Linked DNA regions of Dromaius novaehollandiae: region 2 is linked to region 1. A link is a contact called in public Hi-C data. All regions are on one chromosome and are shown on one strand. The core of a region is the stretch at or near the end of the contact, and the rest is flanking DNA. Distances in the headings are between cores, read along the strand shown. Region 1 overlaps PCDH7 (protocadherin 7). Region 2 holds the start of PCDH7 (protocadherin 7).

Evidence for each region. A called contact is a pair of places that touch in the nucleus more often than the background predicts.
Region 2: a Hi-C map of brain shows a contact between it and region 1, with 2.4 times the contacts expected there. The contact joins the promoter of PCDH7 here to the enhancer-like site in region 1. A contact is called at or near these places in 2 of 4 Hi-C or Micro-C datasets (brain and liver).

What each region holds. Positions count from the first base shown.
Region 1 is chr4:65,945,418-65,952,630 of bDroNov1.hap1, forward strand. The region is part of intron 2 of PCDH7 (protocadherin 7); the gene reads right to left. Among named protein-coding and RNA genes, the nearest start is that of PCDH7, 210 kb to the right of the region's middle. Within about 2 kb of position 4,509, at least 1 of the 2 cell types and tissues checked has open chromatin away from gene starts, as enhancers often do.
Region 2 is chr4:66,156,357-66,163,569 of bDroNov1.hap1, forward strand. PCDH7 (protocadherin 7) reads right to left here and starts at 2,768. Exons shown (of 3, transcript XM_064511329.1): 1 at 1-2,768. The coding sequence starts at 1,065. It overlaps LOC112995479 (a long non-coding RNA gene), which reads left to right and starts at 4,717. Exons shown (of 7, transcript XR_010389107.1): 1 at 4,717-4,905.

The sequences.
Region 1 (7,213 bases), core at 3,259-5,758:
AAAAAGGAAAATCAGGAACTTCAAATGACAAGCAGATAAGAGATCCTGTAAACTCTGAAAAACATCTAACTACTTATCTATGTAGATGTGTATTCATAGTTTTTGAGACTGCCCAAGACATAATTTGGCTTATCTAGAATTATGAAGTGTGCCTTAGAGCAGTCACTGAAATCCCCATCTTGCTTCCCCCAATAAGCACACCCATCACTAATTTATCATATGGACAATAGAAGTTTGACACTGAGAGGACTGGAACCTGCAAATCCCAGAAAGGAACTCATGTGCTGTAACAGTTGAACTACTAGAGAGGTGGAGGAGGAAAAAAAAAAAAAAAACAAAACAAAAAAACCCCACCACACCACACACACACTTCCTCTCCATTCACATTTTGAAAGAAAGAAAAGGATTCCCAACAGTTAATATTTAGTAGAGACACACTTCAGTTTCCTACTGATTAACTCAGACAGTTTCACTCAGGATTCTTCCTTTTGTGAATCTCTCTCTTAGGCAGATAAATTGCATGCAGAGAGGCATAAAGAGTTCAGACACAACCAAAGGAGGTTCTACAGACATCGGGCATCCGAACAAGCTTTGGTATGCCCAATATACTTTTGTAGATCTACTCCCAGATGTCCACTTATATAGGCACCCAAATATCTTTGGAAAAAAAATCTAGCTTGGTACAGCCAAATCAAGAGGGTCCTCTGTAAAGCATCTGGAGGATCAAACTGATACTAGCAACTGACATGAGTGCTAAACACTCAGGTGTTTACATCAGCTGGATTTCACCATTTAAACTACTTTGACCCAAAATTAAAGAGCAGCATGTCAGTAAAGTGCCAAAGGCTTCTTGTTGAAATATGAGATTTAAGAGAAGAACATTGAAAGTAGTGAGAAACATGGAAAGTTTCAACAACAATATATGGAAACATACATTAAGTATAAAGATAGTTAAATGGGAAGAAAAAAAAAGTGGCCTTTTTGCTTCATTAGAAAAACAGGAAAAAGCTGAGGATCCTGTGCAAAAGAAACCTAATTTGCAAATGTGAACAGTTTTAAAAATCAAGTGGTCAGTGCTGCCTGATGTTGGAAAGGAGAAAACAATATAGTCTGTAGAACAGCAAACTACCCTTTTACAGGCATTGGTTTATCATCCTTAATGCATATTTTACCTAGTAATTACCTTGCATGAACGGCAGTGGGAGTTTGCATTAGAGGGAGTTTTTGATTGGTACTGCTATTGTACATGAGATGACAAAGTTCTTATATATGCAAAAAGGCCTTTAATTTCAAGGTTAGTAAGTGGTAGTCTGCATCTGGAGGTAATTCTTGGAGTCTGTAGATGATGATATGAGCAGAATACACAGTCCCATGTCATTGTCGCATTTCAACATAAACGCACAGACCCTCGAGATATACAAATAGTGCATAGTTGAAGTCAAAATCCTTTTAAAAGGTGTACAGTTATATTCGTACTATGTCTGTTTTCCCTGATCATAACCACTGCAGAGAAAATAAACACGCTTTCCATAGCTTTGAATTCTAAAGGGGAGAAGGGGGAAAAGAGTGTCTGTCTCATTAAAATCCCCCAACTAAATGATACTGATTATCCCCCCCATGAGTTGTGCATGTTGTTTGCTCTTACTATTTATCAAACATTCTTTACTAAAGAAGGACTTGTTCTTTGCCGGACAACTTCTTTATTAAAGCTAGCAATGGTGTTATCATGCTATTAACAAAACACTAGAGATACACTCATTCTTCCTCATGCCAAGAGCAGACAAATAATCAATCATGTTGCAATTAACAAGGAGATACACCATTATGCTTATCAAGCTTTCTGGCCTCACATTTCATAAACTAGATTGAAACCATACAGAGGAAAAAGTTAATAGAATGACTTTTCAAGCAAGGCTTGGATATTTTCCTCAGTAATTCAAATTAAGGATATTTATAAAACCAACTGGCTCATCAGCATCCCATAAGAAAGTGCTGTTCTGATGATCAGAACAACTGGTGTCTCTACAGAGAAGATGCATGATTACCTTTTAAACTAGCTTTCTCGTTCCCACTGTTGCTTTTTGTATCCTGATGAGCCACAAAAACAACTACAGATAAGCAACCATATTCCACAAATAAGCGTGCAGTTGCTTTGCTTATTAAGTGTTAGATATTTACTTATTGAACAGAAACATTTTAGATAAACTGAGGGAAAAAATTAAATTTATTAACAATTGTATTCTCATCTCGATCATTTGGCATCTTAAGCCTGTTTTTAGTGTTGTGGCTTTGCTCAGTTACTCATTTGTAAAACACCGTAGATACCAAGATGAGATCACACATACTTTAAAGTTTTAAAATCTCACAAGATACAACTCATGGTACACAAGCATGTGTGCCACATATCATTTGCAGAAGAGTAGTAAAAAATAAAAAGCCTACTGAGCGAGTTATTTGCACTACAGAGATACAATTAAGAGTACATAAGCAAACGTAAACCTAAATTATTAGGTAATCTGAAACCTAAATGCTTTCAGGCTGTTACTTGCTTTTTAAAACAGTTGTTGCCAGGTTAATAGTGACTTTAGTCAGCATAATTCTCTCACTATCATTCTATGGATTCTCTGCAAGAAGGGATGTTGCGTAGCCTGCAGCACACCAAAGAACGTGGTTTAATTTTCACTTGTCAAGTTAGAATTTGCAGCCACAATAATTAGCAGTGACTGGATTTTGACATGCTAAGCATGGACAGTTTTCCTTAAATTAATGAAATAGAAAGCTGGAGGATGAGGAAGAGTTTTCAGATGTATCCTGGCTAAGTACACTACTACACTGTGGCAAAGTTATTCACATCTGGTCACTACAATTTTTACTAACATCCAAAGGTCTACATTTTGATAGCCAAGTTGTTCATTGTCAAGAAAAACAAAAACAAAACATAACAAAAAAACTTCCCTCCATAGCATCTACCATCATTATTGCTGAGGGAAGCGATTTGGCAGATTCATCAGTCAAAAATTTTCCATGTACTTTTGGCATGACTGAGTAGGACAGAAGGAAGCTGCACAACAGATAGAAGATTTGCTTCCAGAGCATGTATATTTTGGGGGAATCCATTGCATATGAATCCTCATAGAGGCACTGTTGTCCAATAATTTTTATGATACTTCTTTCCTGCCTAATAAAATTGTTTCAGTAGCTTTAAACTACTAGAACACATTGGCCTACAAGTGCCTTTGGAACCTCTTTGGAATAACAGCATCAATATATAAGAGCTCTCTGGAAAGAAAATGTCAGCAGGCTGTAACATTTTGACAGGTTTTTTTTGCTTTTCTTTTTTGTGGTGGGGTGAGGAACAACACTTTTGTGCCACTAAGTACACAGGGCAAACCATTCTCAGTCTTTTTCTGAAGAGGTAGCTGTATTACAGGGCCAGAGGGAAACCAATCTGCAGGGGGGGGGCAGGATTTTGACAGTGTTCCAGATCAGATATCTCAAAAGTGGAACCTCTCAAAACACTTGTCACTCCTCAAAAATTTGCCTGTGATCTTTTGCCGAGACATTCAGTAGGCACAAAGCTTGTAATTACAAACTGTGTCATTTCCGGCTGCCTTTTTGGAATTAGTTCAATAAAGATCTAAATCTGTTTCCACACTGAGAAAACCCTTAAAGTTTAATTTCTATGACCATGTGCAATATTGAAATCCAAACAATATTTTTGTTAGTGTGCCACAAGAACAGAACAACAACTGGAAAAAAAATTAGTACCTGTTCAGCACTTCTCATTTTCACAGTAAAAAATTAAGTTACATTCTAAAGGAATATGGAAAATGATACAAGTTATTCATTGCAAAATATGACCACTCCCTTTATATATATCACGACTGCTACAGGTGAAATTCTTCAAACCACATTTTGTGGCACACCCAAGTCCCATTCCCGAGGGGGGAGTTCTACTCGTAAATGGCATCCTAATAAGACTAAGCACTATCTAGTCAAGAAGGAAAGGAGACAACATTTGGAAAGACTTGCTGATTTTTATACATAGAGAATGCCCAACTTTCATTTAGGCTCTAAGAAATTAAGCGCTGAAGATTTCCTGTTTTTTATAAGTTACAGAATAGGGTTCCAAATTAAAAGGGATCTAAGGGAAGGAGGAGCAGAAGATTACCCTTGTTATTTCCATGTCCATCACTTAAATACATGAACATGGATGGCATACCATATATGATCATATATACCACAATAACTGCTAATATTCTTGCATGTAACTTCTGAGGTGTACCGGGAATTTTTGTTTACAATGGTATTTTCAGAACTATGATCTTCATTAACCTGAAAACTCTTTTTTGTACACAGACCTCCGTGCAGGAAAGTGCACCATGGAAACATAAGACACAGGCTACCTCGCACATAAAAAGCCTACATAGCCCATACCTAAAAGCCCACATAGTTATACCAGAACAAATCTTGAACTAATAAAAGTTATAACATTCCCTCAGCTGTGTTTTGGCAGGAGGGAATTCTCACACTGACATAGCTTAATCCCTGCAAAGCGCCCAGAGTAACTCTTTAGACAGAAGCATTCGACTCTTGTAACTCAAGCATTTTGGGTCCTAAAGGAGTTTGAGATTAAAGTCACAGTAATATCATACAACTTTCTTATTAATTAATTCAGTCCCTGACTGACTGTTGTTGCATGCTGATTGCTGTAGGACTCATTCTCAGAAATCTACCTTACGCGCTGCATAGGGAGTGGAGATATTTAACAACGAACAGTTAATTCAGTGATAAATTCTCTAAAAGTTTCTACATCAGCCGTTCTGTGGATCCAGTCCAAATTGTTCAAGATCTTCTTAAATATGGACCATCTCCCCATTCCTCTTTGTCTTTATTACTCTTAAGGCATAACATTTGTTTTCAGGAGATAGTATAAAGTTTCATTAACTTAAAACCACAACCATCTTTACTTGTGTTTCCTTTGGATAACTGCATTCTTACAGACAGAGAGGTAGCTGAATTTGAGCCACATAGTGTTCTCCCAGGAGTGGCAGTTGCAAGAATACTTAATTATATGCAAAACACATTTAACACAATAATTATGGAGTTGGCTGGAAAAAAAATGCATAAACTGTGTTCTAGCTCCAGTGTTATCAATATTTAGTATAACGGTATTGACGCTGAATTACAGAACTAACTTACATGGTAATATAGAGGCATTTTAAATTAAACACACAAGAATTAAGAAAAAAAATACATGCCAGAGTCACTACTCTGTTTTTTGGGTGCTAAAGAACTGGCATACACTGGACAGTAGGAAAACAGATTATACTAAGAAAGAAAGGAAATCAAAAGAAATTGCCTGAAGCCCATTTGCATTTGGCATTTCCAGCTCAAATCAAAAGATTTAGAGAGTAACTAGATAGTCCTCAGCAGAAGCATTCAAGTGTCTGTGCACTCCATCCCAAGTGAGTCCAGAACCAAAGTATGTTATTGCATAGAAATGGTCATTGTAAACAAGCAGATTTGACATGGGTCTGCAGGTTTTATTAGCTCAGTCTTTAGGCCATAGTAAAGCAGTGAAACTATTTCTGGACTTAATTTGATTTTGAAAGCAGCATGAGCGCATTTGCACAGCCTGACCTAGTAAGCCTGGCAAGACCAGAGCAGCTTGATGTAGAATAACTGTGCCACAGATGCAGTGACAAGTCAGTTAGTCCAACCACGAATAATCAAAAATTGACTGTTTAAGGTATTCAAAAAATAAGCTGTAGCTGACCCCTTCTAACTGGAGCAAGAAGGTTAGAATCTTCTGGTAAACTGCATATGCACATCAGTGATATTCATCAAAAGATACAGTAGAAAATAAGTTATAGAAGCAGCAGCTCTAAGTTTAGTATAGAGATACAAAGGCAAGAGCACCATCATTTTTCCTTCTCTGAGGAAAAAATATTTAACAAGGAAAAAGATAGATTTTGTCTTTTCAACAATATTTCGTCAAGAACTTGAATGGGTCTGTCTGCAGTCTTTTGTGCTTAGCTACTCAGAGGGTGGAAGAAAAAAAATTGGGGCGTTTCTTAGGCTTCTTATTTGCTTGCTATCCTAATACTACTCACAAAAGCAATTTGTTTGAAGAGGCATACTGTTTGCAGCTTGACTACCACATTACAATTGTGTGAAGAAAATTGCAACACACAACCGCCCTTAACCCCTATTAGTCTTTAGCTGTATGGAACTGCATTTTAACCTGTCAGATCTTGTGTTCCACTGTTCCAAGATCAAGCCATATTTAATATTCATCAGTCTAAATAAAGTTGGAGACAAACACTGTTTACGGCAACTTCCTGAAACACTGAAACAAGTAGTTGCTGTTGAATATTTTAATACCATTTGTTATCTCTTTCAGCAACAAAGAGAGTTCATTATTGGACAAATTAGCCTCCAAGTTACTGATGCTGAGCCATAAATAATTGGAATCAGCAGAAATGTTCCCAAGCATTTTTCTGCTGTGCTTTTACATATGATAACTGCTTGGAATGGGAAAGAAAGAAAAAAAGAAAAAGGTACATATTTCAGGAAACATTTTTCTTCCATATATATGTGTTTCTATTGCATTTCTTGCAAGCTAGAGAACATTTGGTTGATCTTGTAAATGAAGCTGACAGACATAACTTTCCTTAGTATCTCAAAATTCCTAAGGACAAGCCGAGTGCTTTATGAAGCTAGTAGTTCTATAAACACCACTCTTCTAGTTGAGCAGCATAATGATGCTGTAGGCAGCTTCAGTAGACACTACAGTATATGACAGAAAATTTGCAGGGCAGTTAAATTAAAAAGGGTAGCACAGTAGAATAAAGTGAGGATTTTTCTTCCAGTAAAGATCAACCCTTCTCCCCCGCCTGCCAAATCCTCATCAAACAACATTAAGGTGAACAAGATTTTGCCTCCATAGGTGGCACTAGCTTCTGGTAGAACAGTGCCAAACAGTGACTTCTGCTCTGGGCCAAGTGGTGTCTTCCCCTTGGTAAGGTAAGGACTCCTGTCTCCTAATGAATTCATAGGGGCTCTGCTGATCAGGAAGCCTTGTACAAGCTCAATGAGTATTCATACTGAACTGCCACCCCAGCTAAGAAATGCTGTTACACACCAGTTGAAAGTAGTAGCTCCCATGTCTCCTCAGCTTAGCTGGAGCTTGGGTGAGAATGCGAGAATG
Region 2 (7,213 bases), core at 1,518-4,017, 210 kb after region 1:
CAGCCGCAGCAGGCGCCGCACGGACTCGGTGGCCGCCCCGAAGACGTACTCGATCTGCCCGTTCACCCCCACGTCCAGGTCGGCAGCTCGCAGCTGCAGGATGGGGGTCCCGGGGCTGCTGTTCTCCGCCAGGTCTGCCTCGTAGACGCTCTTCTCGAAGCGGGGGCTGTTGTCGTTCACGTCGGTGATCAGCACCCGCAGGATAGCCTGCGAGGAGCGGGCCGGGTCGCCGCCGTCCCTCACGCGGAGGCTCAGCTCGTAGGAGTCCCGCTGCTCCCGGTCCAGGGCCCCCTTGACGATCAGCTGCGGCTGCTTCTCCCCGTCGAGGGTGTCGGCCACCTGCAGCTCGAACACGCTGCTCCGGGCCGCCCCGTCCGCCTCCTGCCGCCGCTTGCTGCCGCCGGGGTAGAGGGCGCTCTCGGCGGCCGCGGAAGCCGCCCCCCCCCCGCCGCCGCCGCCGCCGCCGCCGCCGCCGCGCCGGGCGCCGTCCCCGCCGGGCTCCTGCAGCAGCTCGTAGCGCTCGATGCCGTTGCGGCCGAAGTCCCTGTCGGTGGCGGTGGGAAGCAGGTAGAGGGTCCCCACGGGCCGGTTCTCCTCCACGGTGAGCGTGAGGACGGGGGAAGGGAAGGTGGGGGTGTTGTCGTTGATGTCCAGGATGATGACCCGGCCCTCGAAGAGGTCCACCCAGCTCTGCGAGGGGCCGATGACCGACACCTCGAAGTCCAGGAAACACTCGTTCTCGTCGAAGATCATCTGGCACTGCGGCAGCTTCTCGCGGTCGATGCGCCGCTCCGTGGTGCTCAGCTCCCCGGTCATGTTATCGATCTTGAGGTAGTCGGAGCCCGATTCCAGGCTGAATGTCACCTCGCCGGAGCCCGTCACGATACCCAGGTCGGAAGCCACGTTGCCGATGCGGATGTCGGCGGGTCCCTCCTCGGCCAGCCGGTACCTCAGGAGCTGCTTGGCCGCCGCCAGGCTGACCCAGAGCGGCGGAGGCAGGAGGAGCAAGAAGCAGCAGCAGCAGCAGCAATGCACAAAGCCAAGGAGAGTCCGCATCTTCCTCATCTTCTTCGCACCGAAATCCCCCCTCCTCTCACTCCCACCCGCCCCCCAATAAACTCCCCCGATAAGCCAACAGAAAGGCTGAGCGTCCGGGTGATCAATTATAAAATCCTTCTGTTCCTGGAAACTTATTGTCTCATGGCTGGTGCAATTGGTGGTCAAAACCCTGCTGCTGGCTCCTCTGCTGTTCTCCCTGCCTTCCACTTGCGATATACTTACAGTTCACGGGACAGTGTATTTTGCTTTTTAAAGATTCATCTCGGCAGATAGGATGGGATTTTCCTCCTCCTCCCCCTTCTCCTCCTCCTTCTCTCTGATTTTACTGTAATCACTTTGCAAGGTCTGCAATAAAAGCAGGAGCAGCACTGTGCGATTTTAAGCCCCCCAGGTCGTCTTCTTCGACACTAGAGTTAACTACAATTCACACACTCTCTCTCTCTCTCTCTCTTCTCTCGCTCGCTCGCTCGCTCTCTCTCCCAGCCGTTTACGACCAAGGCATTAGCTTTATTCTTCCCCCTCTCTGCACACACAGGGAAAAAAAAAAAAAAGTGATTCGCTTTATTCAAAGGGCTCGTGTCCGGGAAAACTCCAAATCCTCTTAGCAATGGGCAGTTCTTTAAAAATTAATAATAATTAAAAAGAGAGAGAAAAAATATAAAAAAATTCCAATAATGTCGGTAGCCGTGCAACTGATAGGAGAAGAACTCCGTGTATTACAGAGCAGTCCATGGAATATCCCCTTTGGTTGGCAGAAAAGCACCCAAATCCATCTTCAGAGATCGCCTAAAATGTTCAGCTCTTTCTCCGGAGAGGATTTTTTTAACAACTCTGCGCAAGGTCATTAGTCACAAAGCAACGATACAGAAACTGCAGAAGCCGTTTGCTCACAATTTGCAAGGCTGTAGATATGCACATACACACACGACAGTCCCAAGTTTGTTTTTGCATCCGCAGCTTGTGTGTGTGTCTTACCTGCATTTGCACTGCATGTGTTATAGCAATCTGGAGCTGCAGCACTGAGAGCGATTCACAAATGAGATTGCAGTCTCTCGCTCTCGCTCGCTCTCTCGCTCTCTCTCTCGCCTCTTCCTTCCCGTCCCAATGCAGGTAACCAGATCTGAACTTGATCCTTTCAGTTCAAAGGTTAGCAACAAGGCTGTGTGTCCAAAGGCGATTATTGGTCTCTTGTTAATATACCCGGAGCGGAACAAGATGTAACTGGATCCCCCACGTGAATTAACACAGATTCTGAATTACATCCATATAAGCGGAAAGGCAAAGGGGAGGAGAAAAGAGCCGCGACGCGGTTTAGAAAAAATACAGAGAGTTCTGTCTGCAAATAAAATGATAGCAGTCAGTTGTTTCCTCTGATCTGCACCGCCACGGTGGGTGAAATCTGCAATTGTGTATTCCCTCCTGTGTCTCTCGGAGAAGTGTGGCTCAGGCGCTTTCACGGCAAAGCGGCTTGTGCTTTAAAATGTTGAATGGCAACTGAGAAGCTTCCCACTCGGAAAAAAAAAAAAAAAAAAAAAAAGCAGTAAACCGGCAAGTTTGCCCAAAGTGGTGGGAGCTGCTGGAGCCTCTCGGTAGCTCTTCCCTGACGCTGCAGCAGTAGAGCCGCCTGCGCTACATACACACAGAAAGAGAGAGGGAGAGAGAGAGAGAGCGAGAGAAAGAGAGAGCGAGCGAGCGAGAGAGGAAGGGAGGGAAGGAGGGAGGGAGGAGGGAGGACGAGTCAAGCGCTGCACTCCAGAAAGCCCAGCCTTACCCTCTGCCTCTGCTGCTGCTCTTGCTGCAAGTGGGATAGCTGCTCACCACAAAACACCAGTCCAGTCCTCAACACCCGTACTCATTACACGCCAGAGTGTTGCTGCTGTTGCCTTCCCTAAGCCGCGATCGGCAGCGATGCTCTTCCACCCTTTCCCTCCCCACCTCCGCTTTAGGCTGTGAACCGAGCAACGATTTTTAAAGAACATGTTTATTCGCCTTTCTTTTAGGCAGAGCTGGTGCACGTTCGGGGCTCTGCATTTTGCGGAATCGCACTGGTAAGAAAACTCGTTTCGCACAGATTCCCACCTTTCCCTGTAGTGTTGGTGCTTTTGTGAAATAGCTGCAGTCACAGTAACTGGATAAAACTCCAGGGAGAAAGGGGGTCTGCTTTAGATCTCAGACTTTCGTCCTGTTTCCCAGTGCTGTTGGAGCCTTTGGGGCTTTGTGTTCATGTTCTTCCTATTACTGTCATTTGAATATGTCTTTTCAGCAGTGTTTGTGGGTTTCCTAGGGGAGAAAAAAAAATCCTCGGAGAAGACTAGGGAGGGGGCGAGAGGTTTAGGAGAATAAACACATGTAAGAAGTAACAGATTTATTTCCGCGCAGAGACTTGCTGCTTCGATGATTGCTAAAATGTAGCGTCACCTACCAGGGTAAGTGGGAAACAAACTTCAACGCTAAAACTCTCCGCTCAACTTTGTTTATTCTGCCCTCCCTAGTTTGCTTCTCCTTCTGACTTTATGCCATGTCGCCGCCCGCGGCGGCTGCGGGCCGCTGCCCTTTGGGTGCTGCCGGCGCCTCTACCTGCCTCTCCGCCCGGTGCGGGGGAGCAGCGGGGGCCTCCGGCGGGGCCCTCGCCCCCCCTGAACACGTGCGGGGAAGAGAGTTGTCGCGGGTCCTCCGCGTGTGTGGGTTGCTCTTTGTTTTAAACGGCGCTTGCGAATAAAGAGAAAGCAGTCTGACGCCTTTCTTTTGTTCCCCATGGTGGTGACATATTTGAGCGAAAGCAGCCGGATACATTGGGATGGCTCAAAGCAGCGGCCACGGCGTGCCTCTGTCGTCTGGGGCGGCGAGTCAGTGCGGGAGGGCAGGTTGCCCCCTCTGTCCTCGGGGAGCCGAGGGCCGCGGGGGGCAGAGCCTGCGCCGCAGGAGCCCGCGCTGGGGCAGGAGCGGCCGCCCCGCTCCACCGGGCTGGAGGCTCCTGCGCCGGCAGCGGCGGCAGCTCCGGCCCCTGCCGCCCTCGCCGCTTTGCCAGGACGCGGAAACCCTCCCCCGCCGGTGCCGGAGACACTCGGCTTTATATCTGCAGCATCAGCGAGAAAGCCCGGCTCGGCGCAGGCTCAGTGCTCACCGCCGCAGTCCCGGACGGAGGAGGGGGGCTCAGGAGCTCAGCATCTTCGCAGCGGGTTAAGTAGGATTAATACCAAATCCCTGTTATATTTGCCAAGCAACTTGAATTTATCAAAATCCCCCCTGGCTGTTCTGGAGCTCCGAGAGGAGGAAATTTTGCCCACAGTGTAAGATCCAGACATACCAGTATGCAGGAATACCAGCATACTGCATTACACTGGCTCCCTGCACTAGCGATACAATTACAAGCCGAAGCTCCCACTGCTCCCTTTCCTTTGTGCTCTTAAACGCAGCCAGAAAACTTAATGTATTCGCCAGAAGAGGGGCGGGATGAAAGCGCTTTTAACCTCCCCGCCATAAACTTTAATCGGATTCCGGGCTGTTGCACGGCATGGACTCTTCGCCTCTTGTCTGCGTCTCCTTCCCCGTTGTCTCCCATGCCTACTACTACTACTGCCTGCCTCGCAGAGCTTGATTCTTCAAGCGAATAAGTGATTTCTTTCTCTTGCCTTGTGCACTCTCTCCCCTCCCCTCCCTCCCCTCTCTGGCCTCTCTTACACACACTATGCCTTTCACATGCGGTCTGCGCCCCCCTCAGCCCCCCTCCCCTTCTCTCGCTTTTGCAGTGTCTTCACATGCAATCTCTCTCTGAATGTGCAATGTCTTTCCTGCTCGGGAGTGCTGCGTCCTTCACAGTGGATTGGTTCCTCTCTCGGAGCAGAGGTAACGGCCCCCACTTCCCTCGTTCCCCATTCCTCCCCCTCCTCCTCCTTTCCTCCCCCAGGGCAGGGGGCCGGCGTGGGAAATGGGCCCGACGTGCGCTGCATGGTGGATGGCAGCGCTGCGCCCGGCCCACGCGCCCCGGCTGCGGGGAGGGGACACGGCGCTGTGCTGGCCGGGCCCCCACGCCCCCCCTCCCCGGCCCGGCCCCGCACCCCCGCGCTGGGGGGGCGAGGGGAGCACCGCCGCCAGCCCGCCCTGCCTCCCCCCGCCGCCAGCCCGGCGCTCGCTCCCGCTGTCAACTGCGCTCCCAGCTGCGCCGGTGCCAGCGCAGCAGCTCCCAGCTGCGCCGGCCCCCTCGGACAGAGCTGTTGCGCAGTACAACCCCCCCCCCCCCCCCCAACACACACACACGCAGTACAACCCCCCCCCCCCAACACACACACACGCAGTACAACCCCCCCCCCCCCAACACACACACACGCAGTACAACCCCCCCCTACACACACGCACGCAGTACAACCCCCCCCACACACACGCACGCAGTACAACCCCCCCCTACACACACACGCAGTACAACCCCCCCCCCCCCACACACACACTGCCCCCCCCCGCTCCAGCTGCGCACATGCCGCCCACACGCGCCGTGTTTGTCCTCCTGATCTGGTGAGATCGAGCGGGAAACGGGATCACGAACGTAACCGTCTGTAATAAGTAAAAGAGCCCGGGATGCCGGCGGTCTGCCGAGGGGAAGCAGGAGCGCGCGTCCTTAGACGGACCGGCTGGTCACGCCGGCGAGGCGGCACCTCGCGCGTGGGAAACGCTCCGTGCGGCCGCGGCGCGCGGAGCCCTGGGCGGGCAGCGGGGGCTCCCGGGCGCTGCCGCCGCTCGTGGGCGCCAGGCGGCTGCTGGCGGAGCGGTGCCGCCGCGGTTACCGGCGGCCTGGTGTGGAGGTGCCGGCGGGGCCCGGCTGCCGCCGCGGTGCGCGCTGCCTCCCGGCGCGGCTCGGCGTTGCGCCCTGGGGAGGCCGGGGGCGGTCGCCGGAAACCCGCGCCTAGGATCCGCGGTGGGGACCCACCTGGCGTTAGAGGGAGGGATTACTGAAACAGATGTACCGCTGTATAAATCAACAAGTACATGGTACTGTGCGTTGCTGTACATACATATACACACACATATACACGCGCGCGCACAAATGAAGAAGCTCCCGAAGGAAAAAAAAACCCGGTGGGCTTTCATTGAAAGAAACTAACGTATTCATAATAACATGAGGAAAAGGTTAAATACTGTAAACATGACAGCCAATTCTAAAGGAGGGGAAAAACAGCGACGAAAAACCCCACATAAAGCAGTGAAAGCCGTTTGACGGAAGGGAGAAACTAACTCGAGATCTCCACCAAGGGACAAACAGACGGAATGACACCGCAGCAGCGCCGAGCCTGCCTTGACCTTTCCTCTTTCCAAACTGTCCTGCTGATGTGGTGCGATTCTGTCGCGATCTCTTCACCTCCCTTCCCTGCGACAACCTCCCCCCGGCCGCTTCGGGGCTCCCCGGGCTCGTGGCAGTGAATATACCGGGAGGTCGGCTGCATTACAGGGAGTGCTGACACTTGCCCAGGGTCCTTCACAGCTTTGCAAATATGCTTGCTGTGTGGTAGCGCGTAATAGACAGAAGCCTTTAAAATAGCCACTGCAGTAATGGCCTTTCTGGTAGATATTAAAACTTAAGACTTTAAATAAGGAAACCACAAGTTTCCTTTTAATCAGTTATTAACTGCTTGCTTTTGTGGTTAACTTGCTGCAAGCCAAACATGGAACTAGTTACCTTGTTTAAATCTTCTCTCTTTTGCTCTGACAATTTAGAAGTAGAGAATATATTATAGAAGTTACTGACAGGGCAAAAATAATCTGTGTTGGATATCAGTGGTTAAATCTTACATAAATATAACTATATTCTTAAAATAATATTTGAGTTTTATTCAAAATAAAAAGGGGTGGTTTTTTTGCACAGCCATGATTCTGTCTTCATTTCTGAGTTTTCAGATTTATAAAGAATGCTTAAAAATAACATTTAGCAGAGGATGTTGTGGGTCTGTTTACCAATATTTTAACAGTGTGTATTATCGTCTTTACAAATCACAGTGACTAAGCTTGAGGGGATTTTTTTTTCCTTTTTGTTTTAAAAATAACTTTATTTTATAGGATTTGTTTTTGAAAAGTCATTTACAGAAAGAGTGATTTTTTTCCAGATGTTGACAAAGATCTAACCATTCAAAATCATGCAGAAAAGATAGGTGGATTATGCTTAAAA